7 separate regions of the Mus musculus genome follow, and regions 1, 3, 4, 5, 6 and 7 are each linked to region 2. The links are chromatin contacts, called in public HiChIP or PLAC-seq and promoter capture Hi-C maps. All regions are on one chromosome and are shown on one strand. Each heading gives the region's core, a stretch centred on a gene start, on an enhancer-like site or on the middle of the called end of the contact. The rest is flanking DNA. Distances are from core to core; before and after follow the strand shown. Region 1 holds the start of Pan3 (PAN3 poly(A) specific ribonuclease subunit). Region 2 holds the start of Slc7a1 (solute carrier family 7 (cationic amino acid transporter, y+ system), member 1). Region 3 holds the start of 2310047D07Rik (a long non-coding RNA gene). Region 4 holds the start of Alox5ap (arachidonate 5-lipoxygenase activating protein). Region 5 has its middle 12 kb from the start of Gm35620. Region 6 holds the start of Hmgb1 (high mobility group box 1). Region 7 holds the start of Uspl1 (ubiquitin specific peptidase like 1).

Region 1 (2,700 bases), core at 120-2,619, 970 kb after region 2:
TTCATACACCTCTCCTCCCCGCACCCCCACCCCTGGCCCCGGACATCCTTTAGAAGGAGTTCCCAGCCGGCAACTTTCGGCAGCCCGCGCTCCACGCGAGCACGCACCGACACATGTGCTCGCAGACCCAGCCCCTTTCCACGCACACGCGCGCGCGCGCGCACACACACACACACACACACACACACAAACCCGGAAGCGACACCCCCTTGCTTCCACTCCGCAGCCCATCCCCCCTGCTCCCCGCACCCCACTCCCAGCGCCCCCCACCCCACCCCAATTACACCACGACCGTCCGTCCACCCACGCTCCCGGGAACCCGCCTCCCCTAGCTCCGGGGTTTGCCCCGAGCGGCGGAGCCCAGAGAGGAAACAGGAAGAAGGAAGGAGGGCTGCGCAGGGCCTAGGCCTCTCCTGCGGCCCGGAGGTGAGGGGAAGCGGGCAGGCTCAGGCCTCCTCCCCGCGCCCGGACCGCACCAACCCCGCACCGCACCACCCCGCCCGGGCCTCACTTACTCGCCACCCGCGGGCCATCGAGTCCGCCGCCCGCGGTCGCCGCCCCCGGGACGCCCAGCTCCGGCTTCTTGGGCCCCGCGGGCGGCCCCGCTCCCCCGCCCGGGAGCGCTCCCGGAGGAAAGGCGGCCCCGGCCGCGGCCGCTAGCGCCAGCGGGACGCTGTTGCTATGGAGGCCAAGCCCCGGGGCCGCGCCGGCGGCTGGGTCCTCGTGCAGGAACTGACACTCCTCGCCGTAGAAGCACGTCTTGTCCTTGGCGTAGTAGCGGCAGTACTTGAGCTTCACGCCCGCCGCCGCCGCCGGCCCGCCGGGGACGCCCCCGACGCCCGACGAGGCCGCCACCGCCACCGCCACGGCCGCCGCCAGCGAGGACGACGACGGCGAGGCAGCGGCCGAGGGCGGCGGGAGGCCACCGCCGCCGCCACTGTTCATGGCCACGCCGCAGCCGCGTCCCCCGCCGCCACCATAGACGAGGGCGGGAAGGAGCCGCCGCCGGAGCCGGATGGAAGCCGGGCGGGCGGGTTGGGCCCCGCTGAGGGAGCCGGAGCCGCCCGGGGAGGGGGAAGGGCGGGCGGGCGGCGAGCAGGGATTCTCCCTCTCCCTCTCCGCTGTCCTTAAAGGGGCCGCGCGGGACGCCGCGGTGGGCGCGCGGCCGGGGCTGCGGGGAGAAACGACCCTGAGGCGGCGGCGACCGGAAGCTGTGGGGCAAAGGCACGGCGGGAGGGAGCCGCCGGTTTGTTTTTAAACTCTTGCCCTCCGCTCGCTCGTCGGCTCGCGCTCCGGGTCCTCCCGACTTGTTTATGCCATTTTCCTCTTCCTGAGACGCTCGCCGCCTCTGCGCCTGCGCGAGTGGCGCGGGGCCTTGTGGGTAGGAGGCCTGGCCCGGGGGTGGGGGACCGCAGGCGTGGCCCCCACGGGGCGTCCGCGAGCTGACCGGAGGCGGTTGCTTCAGCCCGAGCCCTCGGAGGGAGGCCTTCCCCACGGCGGCGGCGCCGAGGCTCTCACGAGACCCGGTGGTAGTCCGCTTGGAGGGGAAAACACAAAATGACAGTCCGTCTCAGGTCCTTGGAAGGGGACGCAGCCCAACCTCGCTCCCCGGAGAGGAGAGTTTGCTTCCGTTTGTCACGTTTCCTCTCCCTTTCCCTGTGCTCCGCCACCCCTCTAGCCTTTGTTTTTTTTTTTTTGTTTTTTTTTTTTAAATCCTCCCCCTCGAAGGTGATGGACTACTGGCCAGATAGCCTTAGCTTCTGGGCTCTTTGTCAAAAGATGGAGCCAGAACCCTGGATGCCACCAAACCCCTGCTTAGAGCAGCACCTGTTTCCTCCGCTTTGATGGCCCTCGGGATTTTTTTCTCTCAAAGGTGCCACCTGGGACAGTGCTACCTTGGCAGCACGGGAAGACCCAATTCCAAATGTGCTGGAATGTTTTCCTACTCTGCATTCGAAATTCACTTTTTAAAAAAAAGTTTTCCCCTCATTGATTTCCAATTTGCTCCCCCCACCACCACCTTTTTTTAAAGGGGAGAGGCGTGAAGACAATTGAACCGCAGTGAAGTGAAAAATTGATATTAGGGTTTTAGAAATCTTCTCTAAAAGATTTTCTCAAAAGACAAATCCCTGTTATGAAAAGGACGGGTGTGGGCAGCATTTAAGGAATCGTGGCAGCCTGACGAAGTCACAAAAGAATATATAAAGTTTCACACTGCCAAAAGGGTGAGGTTGAGATGCATGCTATATAGATCCCAATCTGGTAAGCCTAGTGATGCTGCCCAGGGAAATTCTAAGCTGCTATCTCTGCGTGGACGCAGTGTTCACTCATTTAAATATCCAACAGGTATTTGTTAATGTTAATTACATGTTCCCAAGGAGCTGGGGATGCAAAAGTTAACCAGATGCAGTCGGACCTGAATTCAGAGGGCTTATTTATCCTCCGGCTAATGAGGCATAAGATGTGAATTAGTGTCTAGTGTTAACATCAGCTGTTAGAGGGGATTTAAAGAGTTGAACTCCTACTGAGAACTGTTGGGGAGTGGGGAGAGTGTTTACAGCATCCTTGAATTCAGACCTGCCTTTGGAACCTGCTTGCTTCTCTGTGTCTCCTTTGTACATTTGAGATTAAGTAAGTATCCACTTCATAATGAGCGAAGTGGTTCATAAAAATGTCCCGTGTTTGGGAAGAATTCAATCT
Region 2 (2,700 bases), core at 116-2,615:
GGGCGCTGAAAGATGGGAGGTTTCCCTCTGTGAGAAGGGGGCACCTGGTAAAGATTCAGGAGACCTCCCTACTAGATTGGCAGGAATCAGTTCATCACCGCATGATTGACACTTACTTCTGTTGGCTGTTGGAAAACAAAGCATGTTTGATGCCTTGTTATTATCACAAACGCTGTTAGAAGTGCTTTAATGTTATCTTACAAGTGTTAGAAGTGCTTTAGTGCTATCCACCTCCCTCTACGTATTCATTAAGACTTTTTGGCTGGGCAATATAAATTAATACATCGTTAGTTTAATTCTATGGGAGTATCAACAGCTGTGGCTGACAATGAATCCCTTTACTGATAAGGCACACTTGAGAACACACATAGCATCCACCTTCTCTTTTCTCTTTTTCTTTTCTTTTCCTTTCTTTTCTCTCTTTCTTCCTTTCTTTCTTTCTTTCTTTCTTTCTTTCTTTCTTTCTTTCTTTCTTCTTTCCTTCCTTCCTTCCTCTCTCTCTCTCTCTCTCTCTCTCTCTCTCTCTCTCTCTCTCTCTCTCTCTCTCTCTCTTTTTTTAACAGGATTTCTCTGTATAGCCCTGGCTGTCCTGAAACTCACTCTGTAGACCAGGCTGGCCTCAAACTCAGAAATCCACCTGCCTCTGCCTCCCAAGTGCTGGGACTAAAGGTGTGTGCCACCACTGCCGGGCTTCGATATAATTCTTTATAAAAACTTTTATCTTATGCATATTTATGGTTTACCTGTGTATGTCTGTGCATCACATTCAAGACTTACAGATTAGTTGTGAGCCCCCATGTGGGGAGTCAGAACTGGGTCCTCTGAAAGGGTTGTCAGTGTTAACCGCTGAGCCATCCCTCAGCCCTATAGACTGTAGTTCTCGATTTTGGAGCAGAGATCAGAAGGAACCCTGAAGACTAGATTTGGGTACTAAACTTGGGGAGAGTCCCGCGGGTGTGAACTGCCTGAACTGTTCTGTTGGCTATGTGGAGGAACTACCTTGTATCAAAGGGAGGCTTGCAGGTTCTGGGGCCCTTCCTGACCAAGGCGGAGGCTAAGGCGTTAGCTAGGGCACAGCCGTAAAGTAGTCCAATGTCAAAAGAAGATTTACAACTAAGTCCAAAAAAAAAAAAAGTCTTTAAAATGTGTCTTACATCCAGTTTGGAGCAAGAAACCTGGTCGTCAGCTGTCCGTGGCTCCCCAGGAGGGGGCTCGCACCCCTCAGCCTGTGCCATCAGCTCTGACTCAAGCTCAGTTGCGGCTGCGGAGGACCAAGGGCGCGCGCGGGAGGCGCCCAAACCGGCGGGGAAGCCCGGTCTCGGGTGTCCCCGCCCACAGGGGCGCGGCCGCGCGGCGCTGTCATTGGTGCCCTGGAAGCTGACGCGCAGCACTGGCCGTGGCCGTGGGGCCCGCGGAGGGCGGCGCGCGGCTGATGAAACCGGCTCGGATTCCGCCCGCGTGCGCCATCCCCTCAGCTAGCAGGTGTGAGAGGCTTTCTACCCGCGGTCTCCACACAGCTCAACATCTTGCCGCCTCCTCCGTGAGTACGCGATCCTTGTGATTGCCCAGGAAGCTCTGAAAGCCTGAGTCACCTCGGTGTGCGTGTGTGTCTGTGTGTGTGGCCTCGGGTGGCGTTTCAGGCAGGGCGAGGGTTCTTCTTATCCTCTCCATCTCCGGGGGATGGGTGCGTGGGGCGGGCACCAGTGTTCCGGTCGCCTCCTCCGAGTCCATCTTGGTCCTTTGCAGGCGCGGCGTGGTGCATGATGCAACAGCGGGAGGGAGTGAACACGGGCGACCCGGGTGACGCCCGCCACGCGTGGCGCCGTGTGTAGGCTCCACGTGGGCGCGGGGACCCATCTACGCAGGCTGCCCCGGGTGGCATCCGGAGTCACGGCAGTCTGGGAGACCTTCCCTTACATGGCGCGGTGCGCGGCACCCCGCCCCGCCACGCGGTCCCGGGCAGTGTCGTCAGCCGAGCCGCGCGCAGGATGGACTCTTGTCAGGTCTCGCAGGCATGACCCGAGACCTGAGATTCCTGTCCTCCGGGTCGCCTCATAGTCTCCAGAGGTCCCTTTGGAGGGACTCCCTCTTGGGTGGGTTTTCCTTGTGACCCGATTCGGCCTGCACAGACTGTTCTTCCAGATGGTGTGGAGTGGGAGGAAGTTCTTCCGGCTCCGTAGACAACCTGTGCTCCGTGTGTTTCTGTCCAGTGGAAGACTTCCTGGGCACGATCAGGTCACCAGCCAAGGGTGTCCGCAGAGCAGTCCAGTGTCGCTCGCTCCAGCCCACTGCTGTGTGGACTTGTGTGTTAAGATAGCCAGACATGTGCTGGGATAGGCAGACATGTGCTGGGATAGGCAGACATGTGCTGTCAGGAAAACAAAACAAACTAAAAAACTACATTTCCCAGCACCCACAGTTATACTCTCACGTGCAGGAGGACAGGGTTTCAACCATAGGTGTATTTCTTCTAAAGGTGAGTAAACTTTCACTAGAATCCGGAGCGTTATCTTCTGCGTTATCTTTTGGTTGACTGTCTTAGCTGTCATGGAGTCAGCTGGTAATTGGGATTTTTGTAACATTTCTTGCCCTTCATGTGTGGTTAAGATAATAGGAAACCTCGACACAGTCATCCCCCTGGTATTTTTAGTTGGTCTCAATGGAAATTATTATTTTGACTAGAGCACACCCTTCTGCCAC
Region 3 (2,700 bases), core at 188-2,687, 830 kb before region 2:
GGCAAAGACTGGGTAATTCCACCTAGGGGAGTTACTTAAGAATAATTAAATTAGTAAAGATAGAAGAGAGAATGAGGCTTATTAGAAAAAGAAAGGGGAGGTGGGAGTTGTTTAATAGATGGGAGTATTGGTAACATATAAGTGCACTTAATTCCGTTTGAACCGTAAGCTTTAAAGGGGTTAAAATGGAGCTGGAGCGATGGATAGGTGGTTGAGAGCTCCTCTCTTGCACAGGACCCGCGCTCAGTTCCCAGCACCCGCCTTGAGAGCCTCACAATCGCCTCCAACGCAGGCTCCAGGAGAATGCGACGCCCCGTTTGACCCCGAGGGCGCTGAACTCAGGATACACGCCAACACCCAGATACATGATTAAAATAAGTCTTTGAAATATGGCTCAATTTATACCAAGAGAGTAGCAATAGCTAAGTAGGAAGAGCCAAAGAGAGGAGGAGCAAGAGAAAGGGGGGAGGGCGGGAACGGGGACAGTATTTGGGATGTAAATATATGAAATAATTAATTTTTTTTAAAAGGAGGAAGGGTATGGAAGCTTGAAGAGCGGGACCTGAGGTCTGTGAAGTTGCCCCCTCCTCCCCTCCCGGTCTTTGGGGTGATGGGGGAAGGAGAGGTCTGACAGGGGCTCTGGCAGGTTTATCAAAGAATTATCCTTTCTCCCCCTCCCTTCTCTCTTCCTCCTTCCCTTCCCTTCTGCCCCTCCCTCTCTCTCCCTCCCCCTCCCCCTCTCTCCCTCCCCCTCCCCCTCCTCTGAGTGGGCACAATGCTACCTACCCCAACCCTCCCAAGGCAACCCCAAGTCAGTGAGTTAAATTCAGAAGTCAGGGGAAGGCCTAGACGTCACTGGCTATTTTAAAAGAGCGTTTTAATCGCCATAAATCCGATTCTGCAGTCCCCCTAAGCCATGAGTGCTCGAAGGAGGCTCCAGTCCGCTAAAGGGGTGTGAATTTATTCCCAGGAGGTGACGGGGGAGGGGCGGCGCGGTAGGTTTTTAAACGTATAAAGTATAAAATTCCCATGGCCCACACAGAGATCCACAGTTTATCAACCTCGATAAGCGGGAGGCGACGAGAACACTCAAAGGGGAGGGGCGGTAACAACCTTGAACAAGGGCAGGGCGCCCTGGCTCGGAGCCCACGCAGATTCCCGGAGCCTCACCCGGCGCCGCCCTGCTCTGCGGAGGATTTGCTGGGCTCGGCGGCTCCGCCCCTCCCCGCCCTCGCGCAGTCTCAGCCCGCAGGGCTCAGCAGGGCCTGGCGCCTCCCGGGAGTCCGAGGCGGCGACGCCCATGCTGGCCGCGGCAATGTGTACAAAGCGCACGGCCGCTCAGGCAGCTGTGTCTCTGTGGCGCAATCGGTTAGCGCGTTCGGCTGTTAACCGAAAGGTTGGTGGTTCGAGCCCACCCAGGGACGGCAGCGTTCCTTTTAGCAAAAAACATTTTTAGAAATGTTTTCTGCCATCCTGGGACGCCCAATCTGTTTGATAGCTTTCTAGGGCTCAAGCTACAAGCGGGCCTGCTGCTTCCACTAATTTTCAAGAGGGTACATGTAAGTCTGCTTTTTGAGTTTGGTCCAATTCTGCTCAGGAACAGCTAGGTGTTTTTTGCACTGGAAACCGGCAACCGGGACCACCCAGAAACAGCACCATTTGTGTGGCTCAGAAAAAAAAAATAATAATAACAAAAAATAAAAAATAAAAACAACAGCAACAACAACAAAAAAAAAAAAAACAAAAAACGACCCGCGGACCCTACTAATACAGTCTACTTCCAAATGGATGAGCAACAGATAACATTGTGGGCAGAGAGTTTGGGGACAGCAGGCCACGCTGACTTTAGCTAAGTGGCTCCCAGACTTGGGCAATGGGTTTGAATCTAACTACATTATATTTAATCTTAGACTGCTGTCAATTTCCCCCATCACATTTAACTTTATCAGAAATTGTATAAGTTCGTGTTTAAAAGTTTTAAAAGAGAGCCAGGAGTGGCGGTGATGCCTTTAATCCCAGAACCCAGAAGGCAGTAAGGCAAATAAATCATGGTGAATTCCAGGACAGCCAGGGGTACATAGAGAATTCTTGTCACAGAGGACGTTTTATGTTTTTTTCACAAAAGACTTTCCATAAAGACAGGAAGTTGTGACGTGAGGGTTTTGTGTCTGGGATCTACACCCACTCCTATAGAATACAGAGAACGGGAGTCTACAGAGTGGTTCACAACCTGTGGGTCACGACCCCACTAGGATCGTATATTAGGAATTCTGCATTAAAGATATTAATAATGATTCATAACAGGAGCAAAATGACAACTATGAATGAAATAATTTCATGGTTGGTGGTCCCCATGAAGAACTGTATTAAAGGGTCACAGCATTAGGAAGAGTGAGACCCACTGTCCTATGTTGACGTAAACACTCCCGAGCTACACTGCAAGAGCTCTCACTGCTAGCCACATCTGGCTTCTGAGTACTTGAAATGTGACTAGGACAACTGAGGGATGAGTGTCAGAGTAACGCCAGGCCCTTGATTAACATGGGGTGGAGACGGTACTGTGCGTGCATCTAGCCCCGAGCTCTATCCTAGCACTAAACAGAAACAGCAGGAACAGGGCCTTACTGGCCTAGAACTCATGGCCCGGCTGCCTCAGCCTTCTGAGTGCTGGGATTATAGGTGTGCGCTGCCGTGACCAAG
Region 4 (2,700 bases), core at 12-2,511, 870 kb before region 2:
TGTGTGTGTGTGTGTGTGTGTGTGTGTGTGTGTTTAATGGCAATACTAAGAAATAGGAACATTTCCCCAGACAGACAGATGATAGATAATAGATAAATACATAGACAGACAGACAGATAATAGATAGGACTTATATATAAATAGATGATAGGTAAATAGATAGATGTGAGTCGTGAGGATCATGAACCCTTTGGGGGTCAAATGACCCTTTCACAGAATTCACCTCAGATCATTAGAAAGCACAGGTATTTATTTATATTACAATCTTTAACAGCAGCAAAATGACAGTTATGGAGTAGCAACAAAAATAATTTATGCTTGGGCGTCACCACAACCTGAGATACTGTGTCAAAGGGCTAGGAAGGTTGAGATAGATAGATGGATAGAACATGACTGACTGACTGACAGACAGACAGACAGACAGACAGACAGACAGACAGACAGACGTGTGTGTGTGTGTGTGTGTGTGTGTGTGTGTGTGTGTGTGTGTGTGTGTGTAAAGCTGTACACCAAAAGGCTGGGGCATAGATGTGTAGTAGAGAATATACAGAAGGTATGCAGGGCCCTGAGTTCTATCCCCAGGACCACAAAACAAAACAAAACTAAAAATAGCCTTACGCATTGTTCTTTGATGTTTCTTCAAAAGAACTTATTTAAGTACAGAAGTAAAAAGATGATAAAGACTTTCTCCTTTATAGCTCGCAAGACTACCCCTTGCCTGACACAGACGACAGACGACCTGGGTCCTGCTGCAAATTGGCTCATTCAGGCGGGTGTCCAAGGGAGCACAGACCCCCACACTCTCTCCAGGCTGGCCCTCCTCTTCCACCCTTCATGCCCTTGCTCCACCAAGACACTTGGGCCAAGTTTCTCACCAGCCCTTCAGGTTGCTCTCCATCCTCTGCAAACACACCTGACATCATCCTTCAAGTGAGAGAAGGAAACCCCAAACTCACACAGAACAGGACCCACCCCTGCACACTCACGTACACAGCAATAAATACAGACGTGTGCATAGTGCACACAGAATGGTGTGTGCCTGGCTTCCAGCACCCCTGCTCTCCCTGAGGAAGGGCCCTTACCATTCTGGACCACGCTGATGAGGGTGACAAGGGCCAGGAGCACAACGTTGCCCACAGCCTCTTGATCCATGCTTGCTTCAGGCCCGCCAGAGACAACCAGGCTGGTGCTAGCACCTCAGCCTTCCTGCGCAGAAAGGGGAAGTGCCAGGCTGTGCTCTGCCTTTTACCATCAGTTTCCAAAGGTCCCCAGCACAGCCACTCAGTGCTCCTGCTCCTCCCCTTGTCCCCCTCTTCTTCCTCCCCCTCCTTTTGTTCCTGCTCCTCCCCTCTTCCTGCTCCTCCCTTTCCCCTTGCTCCTTCCCTCTTCCTCTTGCACTACCCTCTCCCCTTGCTCCCCCTCCTTTTTTGCTCCTCTCCCTCCTCCACCTGCTCCTCCTCCTATTGCCCCTTCCCTCCTCCTCTTGCTCTACCTCCTCACTTTGCTCCTACTTCTCCTCTTGCTCCTTTTCCCTCCCCTTCTTCTTTCATCTCCCTTCCCCTTTCTTCTCTTTCTCTCCTTCCTTCCCTTACTCCTCCACCTCTTGCTCCTCCCATTCCTACCCTTGCTCCTCCTCCTTCTTCTGCCTTTAGTTTTCATTCTTCCTCTTCTAATTGTTATTCAACAAAGTTGCAGGACCTGTGGTTTTGAGTTACCTTCCAGGAGTCACAGAGTCAGAGGGAGAGGGAAGTGCAGCGTATTCTTTGATGTTGCTTACTATGGGCAGCCTCGCTAGGAGCATAAGCATGAAATCTGGACCCTGCACAGCACGAGGAGCCCGGAGCCACTACCACTTCTTACACTGGCAAAAATAAAGAAAAGGGAAAATGAGATTTAAAAAAAGAAGAAAAAGAAAAGGAAATAAAATGAATACAGCACCAAAAAGACGTGCGTCCTGAGTATGCCCTTGGTTCTTTGAATTCCTCCTGGTAAATAAATGTCATTTGACACATTGTACAGTGCAGAATAGCAGCCACATAGGCTGGGGTGAATGGATGGATGGGTGAATGGATAGATGGGTGAATGGGTGAATGGATGAATGGATGGATGGATGAATGGATGGATGGGTGATTAGATGGATGGGTGAATGGATGGATGGATGAGTGGATGGATGGGTGAGTGGATGGATAGGTGAGTGGATGGATGGGTGAAGGAAAGAAGGAGTGAATGAATGATAAGACAACCAGTGGCTCCTTTCCTGCAATAAAATAAAACTATGGGACTTGGGAGACAGCTTCATTGGAAAGTGTTTTCCATGCAAGCTTGAGGACCTGAGTTCAGTCCCCACATCACCTAAGAAGCCACGTGTGGTAGAATGTGTGTAACCCCAATATTACAGGAAGAGGGGCAGGAGCATCCTCAGGCTCACTGGCCAGCCACCCTAGCTTAATGGAGAGTCCCAGGCAGGGAAAGACCCTGCTTCAAGAGATAAAGTGGATGGCACTTGAGGAACTAGAACCAAGGTTTGCCTCTGCCCTCCACAGACACATACATGTGCATACACGCACGTGCACGCACAAAAAAAGTCAATAAAATAAATGTTAAACTTCAGCTAAAGATTAAAACTAAACCAAAGAATACATCAAAAGTCAGAAACAGGGAGGCTGGAGAGGTGGCTCAGCAGTTAAGAGCACTGACTGT
Region 5 (2,700 bases), core at 174-2,673, 930 kb before region 2:
GGGTATTCTGGGAGTGGCCACTAGATGGCGCATCCGCCCTGCCAACCCCGGAGCACTGTGTGATGGAGCCTTACCCTTTAATGAGCAAGCTGCTCCCTAAGGACCTCAAGGCAGGGAAAGCCGCAGCCTCCCACCAAATGTTTCAGGTTTGCTTATCCTCAAGCGTGAGAACATTTCCCCAGCACCACCTGGCAAAGTAAGAGCCAGCCGGATACAGAGGGACTTTGGCACACAGATAAACCACCCACCCTGCTGCCCTCCCGGCTATATGTGGATCTTGCTATGGGTCTCAAGTTTACGTAGATCAGAGATGCTGGAGGTTTAAGCAGGAGTGGTGTGAAGGGCTAGGGCGATGCTCGGCGGTAGTGAGTATCCCGCCTGGTCCTGGGTGTGCTGCCCCCAGAACCGACAAGAAGAAAGGAGATGCCATCGCTATGCCGCTACTCAGCACATGGCCAGCCAAACTCCTCCGGTGGTGGCTTCGTTTCTCAGTCTCACATGGAGGCTCACACTTGTCAAAATGTGAGTTATGTGAACAGAATAAAAAGGGAGAGAGACAGCTCTTCTTTTCTTGGTCCATAAAGCAGATTCTGAAAGGTTTGCACCTCCTCCATAGGACCCAAGTTCAATTCCCATCACCGGCATGTTAGCTCAAAACCATCTGTAACTACAGTCCCAGGAGATCTAGTGCCTTCTTCTGGCCTCTGTGGACACTGCACGTAGGCGGTGCAGACACCATACACCACATCCGCAGGCCAAACATCCACACGCATAAAATAAGACAATAAAGTAAAAATAGAACCATGTGCCTTATACAGGGTGTTCGGGAACAGACTGAGCTGGGCCCACGGTTGTATCTCAGAGCTACGGGAGGCCGCAGCAGATGCAGGATGCTATTAGGATTGTGGCTTTCCTACGTTACACAGATGGTGGAGGGGGCCTGCAGGAGAGAGGCCTGTTTCCTGGCCTCCAAAAATACTGCTCTCCTGAGCAACCGATCTCCCTTTATATCACTTGCTCATCCGTTTCCCTTGTTCCGATAGCTCCCAGGGCTGGTGGCCCACTGGAAGGACATGTCTGAGTCCACACGTGGATCTTCCATTACCGGTACCCCCTCCCGGCTCCTGCTGTGAAACACAGGCCCTTCCTTTTTACTGTACTTTCAACTTCTGTTGTGCGTCCCTTTAATAAGCTACCTCAAGTCCTTTCCAGAACAGAACAGAACATACACAAAGCAAAAGAGGCTCTGGAGACCTTTTCTCTGTGTCCTTAGGTTACCTCCCCAGGAAAAAAATTTCTAAATTTTCTGCCAGACTTCCCAAGCGGTGACATTTTCTATAACGCCTCTCCTAAGAGTTGCCGCTCATTTGGGCGGCTCCGAGTGGTGAGGTCTTCTACACAGTTTGAATTTTGCGTGTGATACACAGAGCCCTCATTTCCTGATTTTCAAAAGGCAGGATGTGTCTTCTAATTTCCCTCGGAGGATTTAGGTAGCTGGCTGGGGAGAAGAGATTCACACGTTTAAATTTGGTGCATCGGGAGGTTTAAGTAGCCGTGTGACAGTTTGGATCTTAATTGACTCACAAAAACTCTTATGTAAAAGGCATGGCTGCTAGGCTTGGGTCTGTCTGTGGAGAGATGCTGATCTACTGAGTCTGGTGGGAGGAAGTGAGGTCACCGGAGGTGTGTCCTAGAGCAGAAGACTGAGGCTGCAGCCACTCCCAACCCTCTCTTCTTTCCTTCCTGGCTACAGTAGGCAGCCTTCTCTCTCTCTCTCTCTCTCTCTCTCTCTCTCTCTCTCTCTCTCTCTCTCTCTCTCTCTCTCTCTGGAGCTAAGAGTTCTACATCTTGAGCCAAAGGCGGTCAGATCCCATACTGGGCAGAGCCTGAGTAAAGGAGACCTCAAAGCCCGCCTACACAGTGATGTACCTCCTCCAACAAGGCCACACCTCTTCCAATAAGGCCACACCTCCTAATAGGGCCACTCCCCATGGCCAAGTGTCCAAACACATGACTATAGGGGTCAAACCTATTCAAACCACCACACTCATGTATCCCTGCCCCACTCCCTGTGTTTTTTCAAATATTAAGCTGTTGCTTCAAACACTAAGATAGACCTAAATTCCTGCAGACTTCCTAAATGGGCTAGAGAGAGATGGCTTAGCAGTTAAAAGCACTGGGTGCTCTTTGCAGAGGACCAGGGTTCAGTTCCTGGTACCCACATGGCCGTTCAATCATCCATAACACCAGTTCCAGAGGCCACTTTTGAACTCTGAGAGCTTCAGGCATGCACGTGGTACTGAAGAGGTCAGCTCAGAAACTTTGGAAAATTCCACCTGCCCCCTCTCCTCCTGGAAGAGAACCCCTTCAGAAGGGGACAAGATGTGCACAGTCGATACTTCTCCTTCAGGTGTAGAACGACCCCAACACTTTGGAAAAATAAATTCCTCTTGCTTTTTGCATCGATTCCCGGTGGTTTCATGTTGTTCACTCAGGGAGTCCCTGGTAAGCTAAGGCTCGCCAGAGTCTTACACTACCTATAAATACGCACTCAAGAGCAAAAAAAAAGAGGAAGAAAATCTTTCAACTCCTGAATTCCAAAGATTCGGCCTCAAAATCCAGACATGGCCTTTTGCCAGTACTGTTTGTTGAATGACTACATGAGTTAGTTGAGCCAACACAAATGCTGGGAAGGATGAA
Region 6 (2,700 bases), core at 99-2,598, 650 kb before region 2:
AGAAATGAAACCCAGAATCTATGACTTGGATGTTTTGACTTGGATCAAGTGCATTTTGGAGGAATTCTTTGTTTCTTAGTTGAGAAGTGTATAGGAGCCAGGATTTTAAAAAAAAAAAATGGGGGACATTTGTTTTGAAGTGAAGAGAGGTGCTGTGCTCACCAGAAAGAAAGAGCTGTTAGATTCATCAAAGATTGATGGAAGCCTGTGGCCTTTAGAGCCAGCCTGGCTATTTTTCTCTGCATACCTAAGAATGATCAGCCAACTTGAAGAGCAGGAAAAAGCATGGCCTGTGGGTTTGGGCCCAAGCACTCTCCGACTGCTTCTAATCCCTCAGGTAACAGTAGCCCTAAATGTCTGGTAACCCTAGAGCAGGTACATGTATGCACTAAGTGGTGTGATCGGAGGCAAGATAGCAATCACAAAGATTCATTTGATTCTAACAGTAATCCACACCGAGTCACAGAAAACAGCGTCTGTGTGTGTGTGTGTGTGTGTGTGTGTGTGTGTATGTGTGTGTATGGGGGTGGGGCAATGAGGTCTTTAAAGAACTTGCTAATTCTAGCTGGGCCCCCCCCCAAACATTTTCTGAGAACAGCCAGTATCAAACCCCAGTGGCTGTGCATTAATTCCCTGGTATAAGGCTTTGGTGTCCGGGAAGTTCAAAACAGTGCTTTGTGTCTCACCAAAAGGAAAAAAAAAAAAAAAGTTCGAGAAGTACTGGGGGAAACCCGAGCAAACCCAGAAGAAGGGGTGCAACTGGACGCCTGCTGGCGGGTGCAGACTAGGCTTCTGGGCAGGGTGGGCACGTTAGGCGGGCAGTCCCGGGGAGGGGTGTCTTGTGGTGGGCTGCAGCAGCACGGCCGTCCCGGAGCCCGCAGAGGCCCCCGTGTTTGGGCCACAGGCCCCCCCGAGCAGTCACCCCACTCGGGGAGGCATCCCCAAGCACGGGCCGCACATCCCAACGGCTCGGGGCGGGAGCGTGGAGCGGGAGGGGGGGCGGGCCTGCGGGGAGGCGCCCGGGCCTGGGGACGCAGCCGTGGCTGCGGCGGAGCCGGGCCCTGGCCGCGCGCGCCGCGGCTCGGGCGTGGGGCTGGCTCGGGGCAGGCGCAGGCACAGAGACACCATAGAGCTCCGCTTTCCCGTAGCAGCTGCTGCCTCTGCCGCTGCCTCTCCCGCCTCAGCCTCTCGGCCCGGCACACACACACACATTCAGATTTGCGCGCTGTTTCAATCCTCGGTGACGTGTCCTCGCAGACAGCCAATGGCGCGCGGGCTCTGGTCAGGACAATGGGAGGGAACGGGCCAATGAACGGGCCTGGTGAGTTGGCGGTAGCCAATAGGAGGCGCGCTGGCTGGAGAGTAATGTTACAGAGCGGAGAGAGTGAGGAGGCTGCGTCTGGCTCCCGCTCTCACAGCCATTGCAGTACATTGAGCTCCATAGAGACAGCGCCGGGGCAAGCGCGAGCCGGACGGGCACTGGGCGACTCTGTGCCTCGCGGAGGGTGAGTGCGGGGCGGCGCGGCGGCGGGGAGAGCGCCTCGGGTAGCCTGGTCGCCTGCGCGGCGGCCGGATCCCCGCGGCCCGGAGCCGGCGGGTCAGGCTCCACACAAAGGCAAATGAGGGGGGACCGTGGGGGGAACTGCGCACGGAGCGAGGCTCCGCCGGCCGCTGCCGCGAACGCTGCCCCGCGCCGTGCCGCGCCGAGCGGAGCCGAGCCGAGTCGCGGGGCCTCAGGCGGCCGCCACTTCACACCCGCGGCGCCGTCCGCGCTTCACTGGCGCAAAAAAAAAAAAATTTTTTTTTTGTTTTGTGTCTGCCTGTGTGTGTGTTCGTGTTCCGGATTATTTAAAAAAAATTTTTTTTCCCCAAAACGTGTTTGTGGCCCCCAGGGCCGAGCGTTTCGGGCAGGCGGCGTGCGCGGAGCGAGCGAGCCGGCGGGCAGCGGCGCTTCCCCGCTGTATGGGCGGCCGCGGCGGGGAGCGCGGGGCGGCGGGCGGGGCGCCGCTGCGGGCGAGGGCGGCCGCGGGTGGGCCGGGGGCGGCCGTGCGGGGCGGCTCGGGCCGGGTGAGGCGGCGGGCGAGCGGGGCGGCCGTGTGGGGGGGAGCGGCGCCGCTGCGCTCGCTGGAACATGGCTGACTCGGCCGGGCGCTGCTGGCTGGAGAGAAAACAAGGCGGGCGGGCGGGCGGGGGAAGCTGGGCGCAGCAGTTCTGAGGCAACTTTTTTTTTTCCCCCCCTCTCTCCTCTCGCTCCCCTCTCTTCCTCTCCTCTCTCTCTCTCTCAGTCTCTCTCTCTCCCCGGCCCCGCGTTCTCCGTGCGGGGGCGGCGGGGCGCGCGGAGGGAGACGGCGCGGGGGCCGCGGGGGGAGGGGAGCCGCGCGCCCCCCGCCCCTCCCCCGCCGCCATGGCGAGTGCGCCAGCGCCCCGCCCGCCCGCCGCGCGCCTCGGTCTCCTCGCACACTCACACACACATACACACACACACACACTCACACGCGCGCACACACAAAGGGAAGGAGCCATATTCTCGCTCGCGCTCGCCCTCGCGGCGGCGGCGCAGGCGGGGAAGACGCGCAGCGGCCATTCCGTGCGCCCGGCCCTGGCGGCCGCGGGCGGAGCCAGCCCCCATTTCGAGCGGCGGGGCTTCTTCTCTCCTTGCTCCGGGGCCCGACAAAATGGGGGCGGCGGCGGCGCGAGCCT
Region 7 (2,700 bases), core at 60-2,559, 780 kb before region 2:
ACCAGAAGTAGACTCTTGGGGTTTTTCAAGCACTGTATTATACACAAAACCCCGGGGTGGGTCTCAAATTTCAATTTGTCTAGGAATAAATTACCTTCATTATCTTTTCTCCAAGTGTAACTGCTAGCTCCTCCCTGTACAGTATCTAAATTTTGGCATCTTTTGGGTTTCCAAATACAGACTAGAAAGTTTGTGCCGTCTACTCACTCTCATCTCCCATGTTTGCACAGTAGGCGCCATCTAAACTCGTGAACGAGGCTTTGGAAATGTTTCGAACTTGTCTCTCTTTCCATTCATATCACTGTCAAAATGACAGCTCCGCTTCAAACCACCTATTTAATCCAATCTGATTGTAGGAAGTCCGCCCAAACAGCTCAGTACATCCTAAAGATTATGACATGAGCTTATTTCAAGGAGAACAACCAAGGTTTTCCAGTGTTCATCTCCGGCACTTTTCCTCTTACCTACGCCCACCACCGAGCCCCCACCTTCAACGTAGGTAAGTCGCATTCCGGAGACCTTAATGGGAGATATCAGCCCAGAATAGATCCATTTAGCAGCCAATCACGAGAGGGATTTAAATTTAATTCACTGCATGTGTAGAAACTATTACAGGTATTCAAAGGGCCTGGAACCCTTCGGAGCTTTATCTCTCGGCTCTGCATATGAATTTTCAAGGCCAGCAGACTTAAGCCCCAGCGAAGGGATAGGCTTTACAGAGCCCAATACTGCTTGGTACCCAGTCCAGCTTCCCGAATTTGAGACGGATGGGTCCACGCGAACTGAGCTTCAAAAGCCTACCAAGGAAGTCCAAGAGGCGCGGCGTTCCGTTACCCAGCCCATCTCCACGCTCTTCGTGGGGCGGGCACAAACTCTGGTTTCTCTTCAGCGTTTACCTCTTTGAGCCTAACCGGAACCTGAAGACCCAGCCTGCACCTCCATCCTCCACCTTGCCCACCACAACCTCGTTCCTACCCCATCTTTTCAGCGCGCCAACGACCCACCCCGGGCACTCCAGCCGTCCCAATTTCTACTTCCCGAGGGAACTACTGTCTTCCTTACCCTCCCGAAGTACGCTCCTTCTTCGCATACAGTGGACCCGAACTCCTCTTCCAGCTTGAGGTCCCCACCATCTAACCGTAACGTTCAACCCACGTTCCCTCGGACGGCTCCTCCCCCACAGCCCTCTCCGCCAGGAAAGCAACTTCCGCCTGCGAGTCCGCCGCCCAAGAGCTACCCCACAAACACTTTCCTGCGGCAGGCAGCCCTGCTTGAGAGCACGCGGGCAGGGCCGGGGAAGGGGAAGACCAGAGCACTTCCGGCAGGGCTCCGCAGAGGCGTGGCTTGCCCGCCCAGCAGGCGCAGGCGCAGTGGGAACTGCGGCGACAGGGCGGGGCCCCTCGCTACAGAGCCTGCAAAGTGTGAGTCGGGAGGACGGGGGAGGGGGAGGGGGAGGGAGCTGGAGGGGGTGGGGCAGGCTTGGTTCTGGAAGCTGCTGGAAAGCGCTGGAGTGGCGGAGGTGACGCCAGAGGCTAGGGGGCGGGGCGTGATTAAAATTAGTGCGCGGCCTTCAGCGGAGGGATTACGCGGCAGAGGAAGGAGAGGTCGCTGGGCGGCTGCCTGCCTGGCGCGCAGGCGCAGTGATGGGCCTCCCTGGCGGGCCGTCATGGCGGACGCCACGACGGGCTCCCATAGTTGGTTCTTTTCGGCCCGCGCGCCACCACCCTACGTGTTCACAAACGGTTACCACACACGGAGCTGCCCCTCCCTTCTTCCCCAAACCCATCCTTGGAGGCCACTTTTTCTTTCTTCCCTCTCTGATCTGCTCACGGTAAGGGGGGTAGCGAAAGACGAGCACTTGACCCGGGGTGGCACTGAGCAGCCGACCCGCGCATCTCAGCAGCCGCCCTGCCTCCTTGAACTTCAGAGAGGGGAGAGCTCAGTTGCTAAGTTTTAAGAACTGCCTTCGTAGAAAGGTCATGTGGTGTCAGGGAGGTCATGACTGATCGCGTCCATGAGGACATCCTATTCTTGGAGTCCTTTGCATAGACTGTTTCCGTGGCCTGGGACTACAATTTGGGATTTTTTCTGGACCTTACAGGAATCATGACTGGCATTTTGGATTGCGGTCCTGTAGGGTTTCATTAGTGGTCTTAAACGACCATGTTCTGGCAGAATACTGATAATTTTGGTAGCGTGCAATGGGGGAAACAAGTCCGCTGTAGGAAGAAATTATTCAATAAAAGAATTTCAGTTTGTGGTACTTAGGAATGGAAATCGCTGAGCGTTCCAACAGAGACTTTGTTAGGGTTTTTTTTCTCCTCTCTCATGACGAAAATAGACTGGTTAGGTTTTGCTTTTTTTTAATTTTATTTATCTTTGCATTTACACTACATACTGTACTGGTATATTTGTTGTAAGATCAAACAAGTAAGATTTCTTTTTGTATGGATTATGAGGTTTTTGAGAAAGTATTTCTTCCTGAGAGAGTAGCCAAGATTAATAGGATTGTTTTCTTATTCAACATGCTATTTCCATTTTTAGAGTGGAGTACACTTCCCCTCCCAATAAACACTTGCTGAATGTCAGCTCATAAATTGAATGATCTAGTTGGTTCAGTTAAAATGTAACCCGACTTTTGAGGTGTAAAGCAACATCCACAAACAACTAGAATAAAAATAAAAATGGATTATTGCTGTC

The links. Promoter capture Hi-C pulls out the DNA fragments that hold promoters and counts their contacts. HiChIP or PLAC-seq counts read pairs in DNA pulled down with a chosen protein or histone mark. Capture Hi-C pulls out chosen DNA fragments and counts their contacts.
Region 1: a contact with region 2 is called in a FOXA1 HiChIP or PLAC-seq map of pancreatic cancer cells. The contact joins the promoter of Pan3 here to the promoter of Slc7a1 in region 2. A contact is called at or near these places in 3 of 115 datasets of contacts at active chromatin or transcription factors (effector CD8 T cells, memory CD8 T cells and pancreatic cancer cells).
Region 3: a contact with region 2 is called in an H3K4me3 HiChIP or PLAC-seq map of the SCID.adh cell line, with 8 read pairs. The contact joins the promoter of 2310047D07Rik here to the promoter of Slc7a1 in region 2. A contact is called at or near these places in 2 of 115 datasets of contacts at active chromatin or transcription factors (the SCID.adh cell line and large pre-B cells).
Region 4: a promoter capture Hi-C map of neutrophils shows a contact between it and region 2, with 4 times the contacts expected there. The contact joins the promoter of Alox5ap here to the promoter of Slc7a1 in region 2. A contact is called at or near these places in 5 of 39 promoter capture datasets (hippocampal neurons, liver, neutrophils and 1 more), 1 of 15 datasets of contacts at CTCF or cohesin (large pre-B cells), 3 of 115 datasets of contacts at active chromatin or transcription factors (the SCID.adh cell line, large pre-B cells and microglia) and 2 of 9 other capture datasets (adipose tissue and liver).
Region 5: an H3K4me3 HiChIP or PLAC-seq map of the SCID.adh cell line shows a contact between it and region 2, with 8 read pairs. The contact joins the enhancer-like site here to the promoter of Slc7a1 in region 2. A contact is called at or near these places in 2 of 39 promoter capture datasets (the 3T3-L1 cell line and pre-B cells), 3 of 115 datasets of contacts at active chromatin or transcription factors (the SCID.adh cell line, large pre-B cells and pro-B cells) and 2 of 9 other capture datasets (liver and macrophages).
Region 6: a contact with region 2 is called in an H3K4me3 HiChIP or PLAC-seq map of the SCID.adh cell line, with 13 read pairs. The contact joins the promoter of Hmgb1 here to the promoter of Slc7a1 in region 2. A contact is called at or near these places in 3 of 39 promoter capture datasets (the 3T3-L1 cell line, hippocampal neurons and pre-B cells), 7 of 115 datasets of contacts at active chromatin or transcription factors (the 230-238 cell line, the SCID.adh cell line, astrocytes and 4 more) and 2 of 9 other capture datasets (adipose tissue and liver).
Region 7: a contact with region 2 is called in a promoter capture Hi-C map of adipose tissue, with 4 times the contacts expected there. The contact joins the promoter of Uspl1 here to the promoter of Slc7a1 in region 2. A contact is called at or near these places in 6 of 39 promoter capture datasets (3T3-L1-derived adipocytes, the C10 cell line, hippocampal neurons and 3 more), 2 of 484 Hi-C or Micro-C datasets (CD4 T cells and regulatory T cells), 5 of 115 datasets of contacts at active chromatin or transcription factors (the SCID.adh cell line, astrocytes, effector CD8 T cells and 2 more) and 2 of 9 other capture datasets (adipose tissue and liver).

What each region holds. Positions count from the first base shown.
Region 1 is chr5:147,428,825-147,431,524 of GRCm38.p6, reverse strand. It overlaps Pan3 (PAN3 poly(A) specific ribonuclease subunit), which reads right to left and starts at 1,369. Exons shown (of 19, transcript NM_028291.5): 1 at 516-1,369. The coding sequence starts at 945.
Region 2 is chr5:148,398,569-148,401,268 of GRCm38.p6, reverse strand. Slc7a1 (solute carrier family 7 (cationic amino acid transporter, y+ system), member 1) reads left to right here and starts at 1,365. Exons shown (of 13, transcript NM_007513.4): 1 at 1,365-1,540.
Region 3 is chr5:149,227,725-149,230,424 of GRCm38.p6, reverse strand. It overlaps 2310047D07Rik (a long non-coding RNA gene), which reads right to left and starts at 1,437. Exons shown (of 2, transcript XR_003956021.1): 1 at 1,114-1,437. n-TNgtt14 (a tRNA gene) reads left to right here and starts at 1,351; the gene lies at 1,351-1,424.
Region 4 is chr5:149,263,565-149,266,264 of GRCm38.p6, reverse strand. Alox5ap (arachidonate 5-lipoxygenase activating protein) reads right to left here and starts at 1,261. Exons shown (of 5, transcript NM_009663.2): 1 at 1,083-1,261. The coding sequence starts at 1,152.
Region 5 is chr5:149,333,389-149,336,088 of GRCm38.p6, reverse strand. No RefSeq gene overlaps it. Among named protein-coding and RNA genes, the nearest start is that of Gm35620, 12 kb to the right of the region's middle. Within about 2 kb of position 1,423, at least 50 of the 459 cell types and tissues checked have an H3K27ac peak or open chromatin away from gene starts, as enhancers often do. A contact at or near this core is called in the SCID.adh cell line, where this site is marked.
Region 6 is chr5:149,051,705-149,054,404 of GRCm38.p6, reverse strand. It overlaps Hmgb1 (high mobility group box 1), which reads left to right and starts at 1,348. Exons shown (of 5, transcript NM_010439.4): 1 at 1,348-1,505.
Region 7 is chr5:149,183,169-149,185,868 of GRCm38.p6, reverse strand. It overlaps Uspl1 (ubiquitin specific peptidase like 1), which reads right to left and starts at 1,309. Exons shown (of 9, transcript NM_001115149.1): 1 at 1,063-1,309.